Linked DNA regions of Hordeum vulgare: region 1 is linked to region 2. A link is a contact called in public Hi-C data. All regions are on one chromosome and are shown on one strand. Each heading gives the region's core, a stretch centred on a gene start, on an enhancer-like site or on the middle of the called end of the contact. The rest is flanking DNA. Distances are from core to core; before and after follow the strand shown.

What was found. Hi-C and Micro-C count contacts between places; a contact is called where the count stands out from the background.
Region 1: a Hi-C map of seedling shows a contact between it and region 2, with 2.6 times the contacts expected there. The contact joins two enhancer-like sites. A contact is called at or near these places in 2 of 6 Hi-C or Micro-C datasets (leaf and seedling).

The regions. Positions count from the first base shown.
Region 1 is chr2H:79,853,108-79,855,880 of MorexV3_pseudomolecules_assembly, forward strand. No RefSeq gene overlaps it. Among protein-coding and RNA genes, the nearest start is that of LOC123429644, 12 kb to the right of the region's middle. Within about 2 kb of position 1,499, at least 3 of the 3 cell types and tissues checked have open chromatin away from gene starts, as enhancers often do. A contact at or near this core is called in leaf and seedling, where this site is marked.
Region 2 is chr2H:79,658,403-79,661,102 of MorexV3_pseudomolecules_assembly, forward strand. No RefSeq gene overlaps it. Among protein-coding and RNA genes, the nearest start is that of LOC123433646, 100 kb to the left of the region's middle. Within about 2 kb of position 1,324, at least 3 of the 3 cell types and tissues checked have open chromatin away from gene starts, as enhancers often do. A contact at or near this core is called in leaf and seedling, where this site is marked.

The DNA of each region.
Region 1 (2,773 bases), core at 249-2,748, 190 kb after region 2:
AATATGTTCCCTGGCATTCTATTTTGCAGAATGTTCCCTGGCATTATTGGCCAGCTTGATAATGGCTTAACATATACAGCAGTATATAGAGGATCTATATTAACATATTAATATGTGTACTTGCTTAGGTCATTAGTGCCGATCGGTCAGAACAGATTAGTTGTGATCGGCAGAATTAGGCTCATCGAATAATCACGTACGTACGTACAGAAAGTCTATGTACTGGGAATCTTTTCCCGGCACCTCTGTTCCTTGCGTATGGTTTCGTTCGTTTGGGCTGGTGCACATGATGCCCGCGTGGCTAGTCAGCTAGATGATTAAGCAGCTATTCGCAAACAAAAAAACTGATTAAGCAGCTATTCGCAAACAAAAAAGACTAATTAAGCAGCTGCATGCATGAAGTGTGTCTCTGGTTGTGGGGTCGTAGCGGTTGCGTAGCATCGTACCGGCCAGCAACATTGTTCCATGGTTGGGCGACACAGGTACGTACGCCATTGTGCCCGCTGGGGTAGCATATACTAGATGCAAAAATGAGTGTATACCTACACTAATTATTTTGATTAGTCAGCGTTTCGGCTGATCTTGTCGATCGTCGATTCCACCTTGCAAAAACTGGAAAAATACGCATATGCTGATGGAGTAGATTATTACGCTCTACGCATGTACGTTGGCATGCAGCTAGCTATCTACACTACACTACATGTGGTTGAGTTGAATCAATCGATCTGACCCGACACGCGCACGTACGTACGTACGTACGTACAGCATGCAGGGCCGGTGTTGCTGGTCCATGCATGAACGAATGAACCATGATCCGTCGAGTTTAATGAACTTGAATCGTCAAGCTTAGCTTAGCTTGCTTATGGGGTCAGCCAGCCAGCTCACCCATCAAACTACCATTGGACCAATCGATCGATCGCCTCACGGATGCATGCATGGATGGATGCAGCGAAAGAAATCAGTTCTCCCCGGCCTCAGCTCTGCTCAATCATCCTTTGCCTTTATTCGGCACCGTGAGGAGGACAACGATGCTGGTTGAATTTCCGTCCCATGCATGGCCCCTCCACTGTACGAGTGCATGCACGATCGAGTGTGTGCTAAAGGATGATTGAACAGAGCTATGCATCGATAGCTCGATTAGTTTTGTAGCTTGCCCATGCAGGGGCATGCACCAACCGTGGACGGATCACGCACCGGCCACTGTTTTACAGCTACATTTGGTCCGTCTATGGCTAGTACTAGGAAGGACGTCAGAAGAATCGGGGCGACGGATGGAACCTCAACCGGGTGCTTTTGACTCACCAACTACGGCCGGCCGGTGAAGAAGAAGCCAAGCGCTTGCCCGCCGACCAGCGCCGTGGCTTTCTCCTTTCTGGGATACGCGCGGCGCGGCGCGGGCAGACAGCAGCAGGTCGCAGGCGTCGGCAGGCGTAGACACGGGGCCGAGCGGCCGGCGGCACATTTCCATCAGCAAAGTCAAATCAAGTGGATGGGGGGGAGGCGAGGCCGAGGCCGTCCGTAGGTGGGGCATCATCGATCAGACGGGTGACGTACGGTCCAGGCTGGCCCCAGATCATGCATCCAGTGGTGCTGGTGGTTTGACTATCAAAGCAGGGGTCCCTCCATCGCCTCCGCCCCTCACCTAATGTCGTAGCGGCTATACAGTCGTAGTAGTAGCTAGCTAGCGCCGTGGTATACAAACATGCACACTGATCGAGTACTGTATATACTTACAGCAAAGTAGACAAAAGTCAAGGGTCTACAATGGGGTTGGAGCAATGACAATTAGCAAGGTATATATCGGCATCGAGCAATGACAAATAGCAATGTGATTTCATGTAGTAGGTCATATACTCCCTCTTCTTCCTAAATATATATTTTTTTAAATCACTACAAACTCCATACGGATGACTTATATTTAGAAACGAAGGGGGTATAAGCCAGAAGCGTGGACCTTAGTGGAGAATTGGATAATCAAAAGAAACTCGTACAATAGCCCAACTTCATAAGCATTAGCTCTCTTTGTTTTGTAGGAGTTCTACGTATACACACAACAACGTATTCTTTTCAGTACATAAAAAATGGATGCACGCATCACTCGATGCAGAGGCCGGGGCGAGGCCTCCTTTTCGAAAAAAAGGAGTTCTACGTATATATAGCGGTTTGGGGCTGGTTGATTCAAATGCTTGCAAAAAAAATTGTATGCATTGGCTGTTTGATTCATAGAATTAAATTTCATAGATTTTTTCCTTGAGATTCGTTTGTACTAGTTTTCGTAGGAAAATCTTCATCCAATGTCTCAATCCAACCTCGTGTGAAGAATCCTACATTTTTCTTGTGTGCAAAGAAACATACATACTAATCATATGGGATTGAAGATCGTGTGCCACTTCATTCATGTGTTTTTCCATTCCAGTGTTTTGGAGATCATGCAAATCAAAGAGGCTTTGATTTCTAAAGGAATGAGAAAGCATTCAATAGTTTCACATAAGGAAGTTGGAAACAATTGAGATAGAAAAAACATTTTGATTTTCGAGGGAGCACTGGAGCATGGTCTACACGTGTTCCAATTTATGTTGTTGTATGTTTTTTTCTTTTCCAAATTATCAGCAAAAGGGTGTGCCTAAATATCTATGTAAAAGGGCGAGAAGAAAATTGCAACATAGATAAAATACACCAACAGGGACACGTTAGAGGGAGGCATACTCCGGCCATGGTTTTCCTCATGTAACAAATAGTCTGATCTTATTGATTTATTGAACAAAGTATACCA
Region 2 (2,700 bases), core at 74-2,573:
TTCTCTGGGACGAGGGCTTTGACTTGTGCAGCCCTGTCCCTTGGACCCAACACCAGCTCGGTTCTGCTGTTTCTCTTGTGCGTGCATGTGCCTCAGTCACAGCCTCAAACTCATCATCGTCTTTGCAAAGGTGGCCAACCCATCTACACATTTTCCTTTCGGGTTTTGACCACCGCACGCACGCGTCAAGTTCCTGACCTTGCATCCACACCTAGTACCTTAACTGTATGTAATGTAATGATTTGTTTTGAACTGAAAAGAGTTGCTAAATCATCGCTGGCTACAAACCAAAACTTGAGCAACTTTTAGAAGCATAGAAAGCGTTGTTTGATCGTCAGGTTGGGCTACACTTTTCATCCGGGATTTTCACACGAGAATCGGACAATTCCCTTTTTCTTTTGACAGTGGCAATATTTTATTACTCCCTCCGTTCCGGTGTATAAGTCATTCGCGTAGTTCTAGGTCACCGATTTGAGAAATTAAATATGTGTTATATGTCATGAAAAGTATATCACTAGATATCTACACGGATGTAGTTTCTAAATATATATTTCTTATTATATATGATACATATTTAGGTAGTTAAATTGTCGACCTAGAACTACGCGAATGACTTATACACCGGGACGGAGGTAATACTGATGTCTGGTTATCAGGGAGGCGCAGAAGCCAGTCTTCAATATACGACGTCTGTTCTCTCCCCTCTGGCCTAGGAAATAAGGGCAATTCCAACGAACCGAGCTAAACGGACGGCGATTTTGTTCGCTTTTCGTTCGTTGGGTCGTTTGTCGGTATATCTGTGTTTGTTTTTTTAAATATATTAGCACATGAATTCAACGAAAAGCACGTGGACAACAACACTATAACAATATAATAATGAAATAAAGGTGGATGGGGTGAGCCAACGAATTAAATAAACAGGCAGATGTAGGTGGGTGACTGTGTGACACGTCGGTCAGGCCGGGCACATGCGGACACAAAGAGGACGCGCGCGTCCTCTTTGTGTCCGCGCCGACGCATTTCAATCCCAAATTTAAGCCAGAAATGGGTCGGCACGGACACAAAACGGACGCGTTTTAGAAAATGGGTCCGTGCGTTGGGTCATCACTTTTGCCCGCGCAGACCCAAACGACGATGACGGACGAAATAGGTTGCCCCATTAAAGTTGCTCTAAAGGAATGCGCGTGCCACGTGGAGGATGAAGGACTCCTGTGGCACTGAAGATCCCCCGAGATAGTGTGGGAGGCACCTGAAGTCGTCGGCGCTGCGAGTGCAAGGACGACGGGGCCGGATCTTCTGTGTCCGTCTAGCCGGAACAACTGGCCACTAGAGAGGACCACACCAACGACAGCATTAAGCTGAACCAACTCCCATAAATAATTCGTACCCATAGGCCAGAGCCAAATGTATGTACATACACCGTACACTTGTACAGTGATACAGCCTCATTACAGATATGCCACCCACACGCACGGGTACTTGCGCAGCTCGACTGCATTCACTGCTACTCCGATTATATCATGCGAATTATTTGTTCGATCGATCTTTTCTTTGCTAATACTGCAATGGTGGTATGAAGAGTGCGCTGTCGAATCATGGTGGTTATTCTAACACCGACCCGAATATATTCTACGGAGTAGTACTATGTATTTTGTGGTATAACGGTACACTGTGCCTATCTACAAATCATTGCATACGCAATAAACCAGCTGTCCCACCACCCAGAAAACCACACTCGATCGATCGCCTTTGTTTGCTTGGCCCGGAGTTCACACAGGTTTTGTCACGTTACTATTTGATCCCGAAAGAAACTTTTTGCATAGATCAGTTACTACTAATTGCACCGGCCATATATCCTAAAATAAAATTAAAAATTGCACCGGCCATGACACACGACCCCAGCCAGCAGAAATAAACAAAAAGAGGTTTGATTACCGGTTGACACGTACATACCCTAAGAGCATCTTCAACAGACGCGCTTCGCGCCGCGCCTAAAAAACAAGTTTGCAGCGCGCTGGGTGACTGGTTTTGCGCGTCGCGCAGCGCTGGCTCCAGCAGCCGCGCTGGTTTGCAGCGCGTGCTCCGCTCCAGCAGCGCGCACAATTTTTTTTAATAAATAGATTGCATTTAAATAAAAAAGATACAAAGTTATTTTACATAGATAGCAACTAGATAGGTAGTTCGAAAACATAGATAGATAGTTCGGTGCTAGATAGTTCGATAAAAATAATAATAATCCTAGTCGCTCCAGTCATCTGCACCACCATCATCGTCGGTGTCGTCGGAGGTTGACAGCCAAATGTCAAACCATCGTTCATCTTCTTCAGTGAAGAAGGAACTCCCGCCTGCATTGACGAGGTCGGCCTGCGCACACGTCAAAGCCTTCCGACGACGTCTATCCAACCGCTCCTCGCGACGCCGGCGCGTGTCCTCCTCGCGACGCCGTTCCCAGTACTCCTGCTCGTAGGCGACGTCTTCCGGGTGGCGCCGACGCCACTCCGCCATGACCCGCTCGTCCTCCTGGGCGACGAGGAGGCGGCGCTGCATCGCAGTGTGCTCCGCACGGTCTTGTGCGGAGTTAAGACGAGGCGGCGGGGCCAGGTCTAATGCCTGCTGGAGCGTGCGGACGTCGGGGAAGTTCATCTGCAGTCGCGGCCTGCCTAGGCGCCACGCCGCCGCGTCGAACGCGCGGGCGGCCTC